4 separate regions of the Mus musculus genome follow, and regions 1, 2 and 4 are each linked to region 3. Evidence: chromatin contacts called from public promoter capture Hi-C data. All regions are on one chromosome and are shown on one strand. Each heading gives the region's core, a stretch centred on a gene start, on an enhancer-like site or on the middle of the called end of the contact. The rest is flanking DNA. Distances are from core to core; before and after follow the strand shown. Region 1 holds the start of Sqor (sulfide quinone oxidoreductase). Region 2 holds the start of Spata5l1 (spermatogenesis associated 5-like 1). Region 3 holds the start of Secisbp2l (SECIS binding protein 2-like). Region 4 holds the start of Eif3j1 (eukaryotic translation initiation factor 3, subunit J1).

The links. Promoter capture Hi-C pulls out the DNA fragments that hold promoters and counts their contacts.
Region 1: a promoter capture Hi-C map of liver shows a contact between it and region 3, with 3 times the contacts expected there. The contact joins the promoter of Sqor here to the promoter of Secisbp2l in region 3. A contact is called at or near these places in 2 of 39 promoter capture datasets (both in liver).
Region 2: a promoter capture Hi-C map of liver shows a contact between it and region 3, with 7 times the contacts expected there. The contact joins the promoter of Spata5l1 here to the promoter of Secisbp2l in region 3. A contact is called at or near these places in 2 of 39 promoter capture datasets (liver and pre-B cells) and 1 of 484 Hi-C or Micro-C datasets (B cells).
Region 4: a contact with region 3 is called in a promoter capture Hi-C map of liver, with 4 times the contacts expected there. The contact joins the promoter of Eif3j1 here to the promoter of Secisbp2l in region 3. A contact is called at or near these places in 2 of 39 promoter capture datasets (liver and pre-B cells).

What each region holds. Positions count from the first base shown.
Region 1 is chr2:122,763,846-122,767,139 of GRCm38.p6, forward strand. It overlaps Sqor (sulfide quinone oxidoreductase), which reads left to right and starts at 1,514. Exons shown (of 10, transcript NM_001162503.1): 1 at 1,514-1,594.
Region 2 is chr2:122,628,746-122,631,978 of GRCm38.p6, forward strand. Spata5l1 (spermatogenesis associated 5-like 1) reads left to right here and starts at 1,880. Exons shown (of 3, transcript NM_001033256.4): 1 at 1,880-3,014. The coding sequence starts at 1,941.
Region 3 is chr2:125,780,800-125,784,129 of GRCm38.p6, forward strand. It overlaps Secisbp2l (SECIS binding protein 2-like), which reads right to left and starts at 2,071. Exons shown (of 18, transcript NM_177608.3): 1 at 1,800-2,071. The coding sequence starts at 1,823.
Region 4 is chr2:122,026,847-122,030,177 of GRCm38.p6, forward strand. Eif3j1 (eukaryotic translation initiation factor 3, subunit J1) reads left to right here and starts at 1,734. Exons shown (of 8, transcript NM_144545.4): 1 at 1,734-1,878; 2 at 1,962-2,065. The coding sequence starts at 1,827.

The DNA of each region.
Region 1 (3,294 bases), core at 264-2,763, 3.0 Mb before region 3:
AAGAATGACTGGGCTGGCGAGATGGGTCAGCAGGTAAAGATGCCTGCCTGGTTCTAAGCCCGATGGTCTGGGATCCATCTGTTGGAGGACAGAATTGACTTTGGGAAGTTGACCTCTAACTTCCACCTGTGCCTCATGACACACATGTACACGTGCACACATGCACACTAAATAAGTAAATAAAATATTATAGAAAGAAAAAGGGGAATGCCAATGGAGTAACTTCTCAGTCTTAATGTCTGATGGGCAAGACACTGATGGAAAGAAGGGACTTCAGTGGGGTAATAGAACGATACATAGATGCCCCAGCGTGTGGGAACTATTCAGGACACGGCTTCCAACTCGATTCTCCAGCCATAGACCTCCAAACACCCTGCAAACAGACTGCCCTTGATTCATTCACAGGAACCAGGACTTCTTAATGAGGATGGAGAGGAAGGAGAGATGAAGAATAGTACGAATTGCTTTGGAAATATGTGTGTAGAGTTTTGCTTTTGTCAAAACTTTGGGCTACAATTGTTGGCACTTAGAGGGTGGAAATCAGGGTTATGTTCAGTACTATACAACAATTAACTGTCCTGAGGCCTGAACATTTTTTTCTGGTGCCCCGCCCCTTGCCTCAACTCTCAAGTATGTGAAACATTTTATTGATAAAATAAATTCAGTTTTAGTTTAGAGTATGGCAGACATTAAGGATTATTTTTACATAGTCTTAATACGCTGTTTCCAGCAATAGCTTTATCAGTAAATACAGATCACATTTGGTTTTGTTTCCAAGTTCTTTACCAGACTTACCTGTTGCTGCACAAAGTCACGGAAAATTACTAGGGAGGCAGTGTTGCAGGTGCAGGTGCCAGCAAGTGCCACCAGGCTTACCATCAAACCCGTAGTCCCTGTTTGCGACCAAGCAATTTTTCTATAGATCCTTCAGAGTGAAGACAGTTTGAAAGAAGTGACTCAAAAACTATTAAAATGCATATAATCAAACAAGTGCGAAAGAAACTTAGTTATGCTTAAAAAAAAAGTTGGTGGCATTTGCGTGTTCTTTGAGGTTTTTTTTTTTTTTTTTTTTTTTTAAGTTGAGGCCTTAGCAACTTTTAGGAACTGTATTTGTTTTAACACATGAAGCCGCGGTCTCTGGCTTGTGCCTTCAAACAGTCAGTCCTTAGAAGGGGCAGAACAGTGACTTGTCAGGCACCAAAAGAACAACTCCTAGGAGCCAGCAGGTTCCAGGGGAAGGTGCCGCGCGGTTCTGAGTAGAGGTGGCCTTGTCTGCACCCCAGGCGTAAGAAAAGCGTCTAGGCTGCGTGGGGACAGTCGCAGGACATGGGGAGCAAGGATCACCCATACCACCCATGCCTCCGGTGTCCGTGCCTGCTCCAAGGTGCGCATTCCCCTCCGGGTTTGTTGTTGGGTAGCGCCCTGGCGGCCTTTCCTCCTCCGGAGGTTGGGGGTGTGGGGGTGGTGGCTGTCCCCGCCCCTGGCCTTTGCCTCCCCGCCCCGGCGGCCAGGCGGGGCTATGCGAGGCCAGCGCTCCAGCGCCACAGTAGTTTCTGCTGCGCCAGCGCTGGGGCCCACGGTGTCGCTCAGCCCGGTAAGACGCACCCCACGACGCTGTTACCCTCCTATAGCCGCTCGCTGTCGCCCACCTCGGTTCTGTCTCCGCGCTCCCGGCCGCCCTTCTTCTTTTCCAACCCCTGACAGACTCCCCTTTGGTCTGGGACTCGGTGGACTTCAATGCTTTCTCCTTAGTGGCCCAGCCTCAGCGATGCAGAGAGGATGGCCCTGGCACCCTCTCCACCCACACAGCTTGGACGTGTGGTCTCGGTGCGTGGGAATTTCAGAAACGTTAGTTCCACTTGTTGTCTGTCACTCAGCACCTTGCCCTGCCTGCCGGGTGGGTTGAGACTGGCATTGATCTGGGGAGGTACCCAGGGCGCTGGGGGTGGGAGGTGGTCAGCGGAGAAGCACAGGCCAGGCTGATTGGCAATTAGTACAAGGGAGAAAAGGCTCTTTGGTGAAACTTTTCACCTTACTTTTACTTACTTCTCCGAGAGCCACCCCAGCTTCTAGGGCTCACAGACTGAAGCTGAGTCAGAGAGTTTGCACAGGCTGTAAACCTCTCCTCTGTAAACACAGCTTTCTGATCCTTTTTTTTTTTTTTTAAAACCTGCAGCTACCTCTGACAGTTCTGAGTTTGGGGGAAAACTAAGGACTCTTTCTTAGAAGATTTCCCTTTTTGCTTTAAACTTTATTATTTTATTTCATGTGTATAGTTAGTTCGTTTGCATGTATGCCTAATGCCCTGGAACTGGGGTTATAAGCTTTCATCTGGGTGCTGGGAACTGAACTCAATTCCTCTGGAAGTAAGCCCTCCGTAAGAGCTCTTAACCACTGAGCCATCTATCTCTCAAGAGACTTTTAAAAACATAAAATTTAAGGCAGGCTATGATGAAAGAAAACAGCCACTAAAGTATTTAAAAGAATGCCATATAAATTTAAAAAGCAAATAACTATTATAATTTTGAATAGCTCAGAATATAGAATTCAAGATATAGGCACTACCTGTAAACACATTTCTAAAACATCATAAATACTGCTAATATTGCTGTGGCCAGCTGCCTACACAGTCCTTGAAGAGAATGTTAAATTTCAAGTAGACATCAGTGGAAGGTGAAGATTTTTTTTTTCTTTCATTCAGATGAATGGACCTCAATTTAGATAGATACCCTGTTAGCAGAAAGGGTGTTGATTACTTGTTAGGCAACTTAGCTTCTTGGGTTTAACACTTTCTTGAACTACCACTATGTCCTCTATCCCCAGCTTCTTTGGGCATCTGCTTTTCCTAAGGAAGAGAATGAGAAAAGCCCGGCACTCCTCCCCCAAGCCTAATGCCTTCTCACAGGTGAAAAGCATCCCTACTGAACTTGATGCAGAGGGATGCGGTAGGTAAAACGCCCCCCCCCCCCAACCTTGTCTGATACTGGCCTTTACATCCCTAAATCTGGTACATAAAAGGTCTGCTGGATGACATGGAGGTGGTTGCTTGTGAAGGCATCTAGGAGACAGCTGGAAGCTTGGGAAATGGCTGTTTAAAACTAATTGCTTCTTTTGAATCCATCAGAGCAAATCCATAAATCCAACTTGGGGATGTGAATACTGGGGAGGGCCCTTGGGTCTGTTGTGGGTCTGGTGCCTCGCCATAGAAGACAAACTGTCTTGATAGGAAAGTAGGATTCCAGAGGTTTCTTTTGCCCATGCGTAGGCTTGTTAATAAGATGTGTTGTAATGTAG
Region 2 (3,233 bases), core at 630-3,129, 3.2 Mb before region 3:
ACTGTAAGAAGTAAAGCTCTGAATGCAAGTCATGCAATTATGTACATGAAGGCAAAGCACATACACATAAAATGAGATAAATAAAATCTGTAAAGGGGCTGGAGAGTTAAGAGTTAAGAGTCCGAGAAACTGAGTTTAGCTCCCAACACCCACATGGAGTGATTTACAAACATCTATAACTGTAGCTCCACGGGATCCAATGCCTCTGGACTTCATGTGCACCTACATAATCTCTCTCTCTCATCATACACACTATTTTTTAATGGAAAAATATAATTTGCTATTGCTTATTATAACCTGAATAGCGTGTGGTACTTTGTTAGAATAGCTTGACAATATTATAAGAATACATACTAAAAAAAAAAAAAAAAAAAATACATACTGTGTGAACCCTGAGGAAAATCTAGCGGAAGCTTCGGTTGCAAATGTCCGGTCCGCCAAGGGCCCTCGGCCTTCATTTGTTGGTTCTGGACTCCCTCTAGTGGTGCACACGTTTGTTGCTTTAAATAGTGCTCATAAAATTGCCAAATTTGGAGTCCTGTAACCAACAAAAGGACCACAGAACTGTTATTATGTTTTTCTTTTCAAGGTTTTCTTTTTCTTTCTTTCTTTCTTTCTTTCTTTCTTTCTTTCTTTCTTTCTTTCTTTCTTTCTTTCTTTCTTTCTTTCTTTCTTTCTTTCTTTCTTTCTTTCTTTCTCTCTCTCTCTCTCTCTCTCTCTCTCTCTCTCTCTCTCTCTTTCTTTCTTTCTTTCTTTCTTTCTTTCGATACCTTTCTCCATTCTGTAGTTTAGGCTTGCCTAGACCTCACTAAGTAGCCCAGGTAGAACTATAAATTGTTCTAATCCTTATTTAGTCTCCCAAATGTTGTGATATAGGTATGAACCATCACAGCAAGCTTAGAATGGTTTCCTGCAAGATTGTAAGTATGATGAATTCAGATGTATGGATGACTGAAACAATACAATGAAAATGGTCTGACTCAGAGGAGCAGGATGGGTTAAGGCTGCCTGGGAAAGATAATCTATAGTTTTACTGAGAATGTGTGAATGAGTTGAGGGCCCAGAAACACAATCCCTTCCTGATATTTGTGACACAAGGAGGGGAGTGGCTGTTTTAGTGGGGATGCTGTATATTTCTTGGCCAAGGTCAGAGAACTTTATAGTTTGGCCCTGAACGGGATCAGCCTCTTTATGCAACACGAAAAAACATGTACTGTCCTCCACACCATATCCCCACTAACTTAGCCTCTACCCCTGTTTTAAATCAGTGCTGAAATCTGAAAGGTTAAGTTCACTCTAATTGCCTCAGTGGGCATCAGTTATGACTCTCAGCTGTACCTTTCATGCGACCATGGTCAAAATATGCAGAGAAAAACCTCTTAAGATCACCCTATTAAACTTCCGTTTCCTGGTCAGTTCTTTACCACAGCTATCCACACGCACGCTAGCTTTCACACACATCCCTTTACATATTGAAGATGGTTATTATGTCTTATTATTAATGTCTTCTTTCCCATTTCTAGACGCTCCAAGTCTTTGGAACGAGGATAAAAGATCTTTCATAAGATGCGAGTATCATGATTAATTTGGCGGGTATTTTATTTACACCTTGTTTATATCTGTAAGCACGTTACACCTTGTCAGCAGTTTGGGTTTTCTTTTTTTCCTTAAGAAATCTTTTTACTTCACAAAATGAAAACTCTTATGGCCTAATGGAGCAGCCGTATGTCTGTCAGATGCCAGCGGAGACCTTTTCATTGAGGCTCTTGGACCGACTACCGGGCGTCTGATGTTTATGGAGAGCCAGGCTTTTCTCACTTTCCCAGAAGTCCTTTCGACCGTCAATCAGAGGCTTGTTCCTTCTTGGCGCATGCGCGCCGCCTGCATCCGGCAGCCGGGTGGATTGCTGCCGGGCTTTCCCCGGCGTGGTTCCCCGAGTCATGGCTCCGGACTCGGGGCCCTTCCCCGACGGACAACTTTTGAAGCTGCTGCCGGTGGATCCCCGGGACCGGGACACCCAGCGCTGCCGCCTGGGGCCGGCCGCCTTCCGCAGCTTGGGTGCGCGCCTGGGCTCGCCGCTGAGGATCTCGTTGCCCGCCGGCGGCTGCTGCCTCTGCACGGCCTGGCCGCGGCGCGACAGGGTGGATGGCTTTGTGCAGCTGGACCCGCAGTGCGCTAGCCCCGGGGCCCGGGTGGCCACGGGGAGGATAGGTATGGACTGCTTGCAACCCGTGCCCTGTCCGCCCCTGCGGCGCCTAGAGGTGTGGCCGGTGCTGCGGCCCCAGGCGGGAGCCCCGAGTTCCGCCGCGGTGCTGGAGGTAGTGCACGAGCTGCTGCGCAACCGGCCTGTGTCTCGGGGACACGTGGTGACCACCCCGCCGGGTGTCCCCGGCCCTGTCGCAGCTCTGCACGTGATGGGCGGGACACCGGACCCAGAGCCCGGCGGGTGGGTCACACCGCATACCCGCATCACGCTCAGTGACAAGCCTCCGCCACAGGTCGAGCCTCCCGGGGAGGTGACCCTTGGGGGTCTGTCGGAGACCGCCGACTCCCTACGGGAGCTGCTCCGCCTGCCGCTGCGCTACCCGCTCGCCCTAGCCGCGCTGGGGCTGGCTGTGCCCCGCGGGGTGCTCCTGGCGGGCCCCCCGGGAGTGGGCAAGACCCAGTTAGTGCGGGCCGTGGCGCGCGAGACTGGCGCCGAGCTGCTGGCGGTGAGCGCCCCGGCGTTGCAGGGCTCCCGGCCCGGGGAGACCGAGGAGAACGTGCGGCGCATCTTCCAACGAGCCCAGGAGCTGGCCAGCCGCGGACCCAGCCTCCTCTTCCTGGACGAAGTGGATGCCCTGTGTCCCCGGAGAGGCGGCCCGCACCGAGCTCCCGAGAGCCGAGTGGTGGCCCAGGTGTTGACGCTGCTGGACGGCATCCACAGGGACAGGGAGTTTGTGGTTGTGGGAGCCACCAACCGGCCAGACGAGTTAGACCCAGCGCTTCGCAGGCCGGGCAGGTTTGACAGAGAGGTAAAGTTCCTGAAAGCTCGCCTTTTTGGAATGTTGGGTCAGGCAGGAGTTGTAGATCACTTGTCACATGCAAGCTAGAACCTGGGTTCAAATCGTTCTGGGAAGCAGGATGGTCATTTGCTTTGTTGAAGTAACTAATCCTGATGCATGCATATTAAACTGAAATAGCCTTTGGAATGAGAACTTAGTCACAGTAAGAGAAGGCAGGGAAGGTGAATA
Region 3 (3,330 bases), core at 821-3,320:
GAATACTCAAGAGGCTATTCCAGCTGTAAGATGGTTTCAGTCGTTAGTAGTTAGGATTATCCATCTAGCACTCTATTGCCAATGAACTGCTCCTTATAAACATATGTAAGGTTTATCTTTTTATAAAGAGCTTATGTAAAGAGTGGTTTATAAAACCTATGGCACGAAGGCCTTCAGACACAAACATTTAAAGTTACTCTTGTGCAGTCCTCCAAGGATTTATTACTTAGGCTAACTTGAAACACAACAAGTCTGTGTTGAGTACAATTATAAAAAACTGACTTATGCAAACTGCTAAGCACGACAACAGCTAATGCTGTAGGCATTTTCAGAAATTCTGAACATAAGCCAACAATGGTTTAAAAGGAAAAACCAAAACACTAGGGAGGGGATGGGAATTTGGCACATATCACAAATAGTTCTTGAGGGCCTTTACCTAACTAAGGCTGTTTTGTACTGACTGTAGGCCAAGCTGAGGCAAGAGGTACTGGAGGTTTAAACAAACAAACAAACAAACAAAAACCCTTCGTTATCAAATCCTTCTGCATGGCTTTTTTTCCCTAGCTCTCAGATTTCCAAGAATTTAAGTACATGGTGGAGTTTGTGGAATGACAGAAGAGGATACTCTCTAGATAATCTGCTACACTTGCTCTTAGGGTAATCACATGAGGAGTGCCATGCTAAATGTTACCATCTAACCAGGTAATTACATTTCCTCTAAGATGAAAGGAGACATAAGTGAGTATACATATGCATTAGTGCTTCCAGAGTGCCCAGGACGGACAAAAACATCCCACCCTTTCATTAGAGACACACGCGCAAGGAAATTTCCTTTTCCTTCGTCAAGGCTGGAAATCTCAGGTTCCTTTTTCAGAATTACTCTCAAAAACAATGTTTTAATAAATTCACTACATACTGTAACATAATACTCCGGGCCACAGTGAAGTGTGTATTTTCCAAGTGGTCCCACATCAATTTTCTCTTGGTAATTGGTGTTCTTTAATAAAAATAAACTTCTAATCTCTGGAAGATTTGCTTTCCTTTTTAAATCTGTGTGGTAAGGTCCTGTGGAAAGTGCTGAGAGAGGAGAAATCTTTCATAAGAGGTCTAGGATAGAATGGACAATACGACAAGAATCAACAACAGAAACGGCGAAGTGTTCAAAATTAGAAAGCTGTGTTTTGGCTTGAAAAGTGTGCGATTCAAAACCAAAACTGTCGTTAACTATGTATAAACAGAAACTTGGGAGATGGTATCTCATTTACTCGAGTTAATTAACTATTCGCAAAACTAACAGGCAAGTCACCAGTGTTCTCCTTTCAACTATGTGACTAACTGACCAAGGTCCTGGTAGAGGGAAATTGACAGCGAACAAAAATCACACTCAGTCAAATTAAGTCGTTTCCAGGGAAGCTGTAAAATACTGGGGAGGAGGAGGAAGCATGACACTATTCTTCTAAGTTATTTTTCACCCTGCCATTAGCCCTTCCTCCCAACTCTTCCAGAAAGAATTCGATGCAATCAAAACACTAACAGACCACTAATGGAACTACTGTGCGAATACGAATATGGACTCAACTTGAACTCTTGCTCCATTTTAAAAGAATAATTATTTGCAAAGTAACTAGACAGGAAAACAAGGGTAAACCACGGTAGTCTCTTCATAAAAGAAATACACTCCAGACTGCTGCAAGGGCAACGCTGTCGCCGCTGAGCTCCGCCGGTCCACCTCCCCCGGCCTTTCAGCTTCGGCGGCCTGCCGGCCCGGAGGCCCGAGAGCAGCCCGGGCGCTTGCGTACCTGCTCGGCCGGCGCTCGGTCCATGGCGCCGGCGACAGGCGCCGGCTCTAGTCGGTGTGCGCAGCGCCGCGGGCCGCTTTCTCCATGGCCCCCCGCTCGGTCCCGCCGGGCTCGGTCCACTCCGCACAGCCGGCCGGACGCCGACTCGGCTACGCCACTGGCTGGGGAGGCGGCTCCAGCTCAAGGCGGGGGAGGCGGCGGCCGCCCCGGGGAGGGATCATCTGGGACGGAAGCCGAGCGGGACCGAAAGGGCGGAGGCGCAGTAGGAAATGGAGATACGCAGGGGCGGGGATGGCCGAGGAGCGACGGGGGCGGGGGGAGGGGGGTGGCTAGCGGGCAGCCAAGGCCAGGGGCACTGCCTGGTTGGGTTACTCCTCCCACTCCCACCTAGGCAGGTTGGGCTGCCTGGAACTCAGGACGCATGTGTTCACTTTGCCGGGACCTCAGAGACTGCTCAGAAGGCAAAACCTACTCAGGATATTGGAAGAGCTTGTAGCTGCTCACTAGTCCTGTGATCCTGTCAGTACTCTAAAAGAATGAAAAGAACGAACAATCTTGCCCTTTGAAAATTGCACAAATAAATTGCATACACAGAGTAGCAGCCATAGGTAAGAAGCCCTGTTAAAAAATCTCCACAAATAATGATTAATTAATGTTATTGTCCCGGTTCCAGACTCACATCTAGCCTCAACTCCAGGCTGATTTTGCCCATTTCGAACCCTATTTTTACCCAAAACCTGCATAACTACCCAAGAAGAGATTATCTTCTCCTCTGCTTTCCCCATATGGTTAAGAATTGTTCCTTTTAATCTCCAGGTCATCAGCTCCTTAAAGACTAGAGTTTGCCTTGAAACTAAACCCTACTGGTAGATTCCCTCTGGGGAGTTAGACAGCCTCCAACACACACAAGCTCTCCACAAGAGTTCTGGCTTGATAACGTCGGTCAGCTGAATTATATATACTTCAGTGAAGAAAGAGAGTAGAGTTGGCTGCTGTTAGGGTCACTGGCCAGGGGATCTATGTCTGGAAAAGGGAAAAGGATATCTAAGAAATCTGCTTCGTCATCACGCTTTGGGAGATGTTCATAAAGCCTTTTCAGTTAATCCAAGTCTGTAAGGAGAGAGTGGTCTGTAAAGATCCTGGCTATGTTAGTGTGGAAGCTGTATTTCTGCCAGCTTAAATGAATGCATTTTGTCTACAGGACATATGAAGGCTGGTCTGCAAACCACATGATGGAGAAACACTTATGCCTGTACATGAGAGTTTCGTGCATTTGGTTTTGTTTTTCCACTGTATGCACACTTTTATTTCAGTTGCACATGCATTTGTGTTGAAAATGTGTGAGCTGTGTAATGTCAGATTCCTTAGAGTCTATTACAAACCCTTGCTCAGGATTCAATGGCTGCAGAAGAAATTTAAGGCTGATCCACAAAGCAAAGCTATTTATACAGGGCAGTTACATAAGCCACAGCGGCTCACCCTCCTTTCTGACAGCAAGATGAGATGAGCTGTGCCCCTACCGGTGGTCTTT
Region 4 (3,331 bases), core at 484-2,983, 3.8 Mb before region 3:
TCAATTTATTGATTTAAACATTAGTCACATCTAACATTCACAGCGATTAGACTGGTATTTGACTAAAAGCTAGGGGACATAGGTACCACAGTCTAGTCAAGCTGATAAATAGAATTAGCCATTCTGTTGCCTTTGACCTTAAAATAGTTTTCAGACTGGTTCCTTCCTCTCCATTGTCACTGGCTTAATTTGGGCTTGAGTTATCCTTGCAGAATTAATTCATTCGAGTTGGAAATCGCATAGCTCAGTGGTAATGCAAGGAAGGCAGAGGCTCTTGGTTTTATCCTATACTTATGTACTAGGTACTTTGTAAAATCATAAATGGATTTTTTTTTTTTTTTTTTTTGGTTTTTTGAGACAGGACTTCTCTGTGTAGCCCTGGCTGTCCTGGCACTCTGTAGACCAGGCTGGCCACCACGTGTGCCACCACGCTGGGCGGATGCTTTCTTTTATAGAGCGTCATCTCTCATTTTAATAATGCTGTCGAACAGCTGAGCGTGGTGGCGCACGCCTTTAATCCCAGCTCTCGGGAGGCAGAGGCAGGCTGATTTCTGAGTTTGAGGCCAGCTTGGTCTACTGAGTGAGTTCCAGGACAGCCAGGGCTACACAGAGAAATCCTGTCTCGAAAACAAACAAACAAACAAACAAACACAAAAAAATTGCGGTAGAACATTTCTTGAAAGACCACCTTATAAAATGTTTACTTGTAGACGAAAAATACACAAGAAACGGAAAGTACTAAGAATGGCTGATGTGTGTCTGTTTTTTTTAAAGACTTAAAACCTAAGCTCATGCCTTTAATCCCAGCACCTGGGAGCCAGCCTGGTTCACAGAGCGAGTTCCAGGACAGCCCAGGCTACAGAGAGAAACTTGTCTTAAAAACAAAGCAAAACAAAACAAAAAACTTTAAAAACAATGAATATATTGGAAAATCAGACAATATCTAAACTAGCTCCTTCCTTCTTAATGTCCTTACTGGGAAGCCCTGTGCCAAGGGGGAGAGAATTTTGCTCCTTTTAGGTTCTTTTTATCAGTTTACCTGTTAGAATGCACTCAGATGAGCACCACAAGCCTTCTCTCTACCAGAAATGCACCGGAGCACAAGTCACTTGGTTTCTCAAACTCCAGCTTCACCAGTGCCTACCGCGGGCAGAAAACTGAAACTTCCGTCGTCGTTAATGCTACCTTTTTAACATCTAACCTCATAATGCTTCTTTTTGTTGCAGCCACTGCACTGTGTCGAAATCTGTTTACATAACTATTTTGCTACTGTGTTGAGGACAAACTAGAATAAGCCTGGGACGGACCACGGAACTCCGAAATGTTTTCGCCAAAACAATCACCGTGCAGGACTTCGGGTGATCACCGGAAGGGAGAACCAGGGAGACTTGGAGTATACTTCCATCTCCGTGCCCGAATGCTAGGAGGCCACGGGATATCTGCCCTGTCCACTTCCTCCTCGCTGCTCGCCTGCTGCCGGCTCACGATCAGCCAGCACTAGAAGACCCACTCGCTAGCCGAGCACCGCCCGACTCACGCGTGCGCACTTCCTTTCTCTTCTCGCGGGGGGTGGGGGATGAGGGGGTGAGGGGTGTGGCTTGGGGGGACCAGGCTGGTCCGCGTCTCCCAGCCCAGCGTCGCCCCACCCCGCCCGCCCCGCCCCTGCCGCGCGCGTCGCCCGTGGGGCGGAGCCTCTGCCGGGCGCCCAGTCAGCCACTGTCCCAGCCTGCCCTGCGCGGGCCAACGAGAGCCAGCCCAGTGACTCACCTCTGCCGCGCTAACTCTTCGCAGCTCTTCCCATCGCACACGCTCACCCCCGGTTCGAGATGGCGGCGGCGGCGGCGGCGGCAGCGGCGGCGGGGGACTCAGACTCTTGGGGTGAGCAGAAGTTCCGGCCCAAATGCGGGCTGTGGCGGCCCCGCTCCCACGCGGGTACTAACGCGACTCGCTCTCTTCCGTAGACGCGGACACGTTCTCTATGGAGGACCCGGTGCGGAAGGTCGCGGGCGGCGGCACGGCCGGCGGGGACCGCTGGGAAGGCGAGGACGAGGACGAGGACGTGAAGGTAGGTTCGGGCCCGGGAGCCAGGCTACGCCCGTGGGCGCCGGCTGCGGGCGGGGAGATCGGGCCCCCGGGGCGCCGCCCGGGCCTGCGGGCCGTGGGTCCCGCGTGAGCTTCGGCCCGGAGGTTCCCTCGGCTGGACGGCCATGTGGGCAGCAAGGCGGCAGCTTGTCCGGCCGGACTCTGCGGAGGGTGGTGACCGCCTGGGCCCCAGCCCTTCACCGAGGGTCGGCTCTCTGGCCTGGAACCTAACTGGAGACGAGAAGTGACAGCAGCAGTCCGGTCGGCCCACGTGCTATCTTCGCAGTCCAGAACCTCTCACCGAAACTAGGCGAACAGATCGGGAACTCGGTTTCAGTGTTTGTCCCATATGGAAAGTCGTGGATCCGCTTTTCCTAGTTCGGCTCTCCCATGTGTCAGTAACTTAGGTATGATTGTGAAGGCCGGTAGCTCGTTTGAGCGATTAGATGGAGAAAATACATTGAATTTTCTAAACTAGAATTGGAGTAGTAAAACAACTTTTAGCTCTCCCTTCCCCCACCCTGTGGTAAGAAGGATGAACTGAGAGCACTGAGATAACCATCGGGTTAGTGGACAGAACTGTGAACTCTGAAAAACAGAGCTAACAGTTATTCATCTACACAGGGACAGACAGGCTTAGAAAAAAACCCCAAAGAGTTGGTGGTTGTGGTAGACCAGGGGCCAGTGGTTTGTTTGTTTTTTTTTTTTTTTGTATTGTAAATTCGAGTCCTATTCACCTTTATTGTTCTTAAAAACTCTCACGGGCTCATCTTACAGCTTTAGATATACTGTTTGGATTTTTCATTTTTACTCTGAACTTTGCTGAAGTGTATGTCTACTTTACCAGACAGCCTGAATTTGAGGAATGAAGTGATCTTTGTGTACATTGAAGTTAATAATGAAGTTAATAATAGTGCTGTTGACTGGCTACTTACGTGCTTTCTTTATCTATTGTATGTATACACTTGGGCATGGTTTGTTACCGACCTTATATTATCCTATCACGGCAGATTTTCAGTTTTGACTTTTCACTTTTCCTAGGAAGTAGAAGTTAGGACATCTTATAAAGTTAAAGAAGTTAAAGTTGGGCTGGAGAGATGGCTCAGCGATTAAGAGCACTGACTGCTCTTCTGAAGGTCCTGAGTTCAAATCCCAGTAACCACTAGCCACCCATCTGTAATGAAATCTGATGCCCTCCTACAGTGTACTTATATGTAATAATAAATAAGTCTTGGGAAAAAAAAAAAGT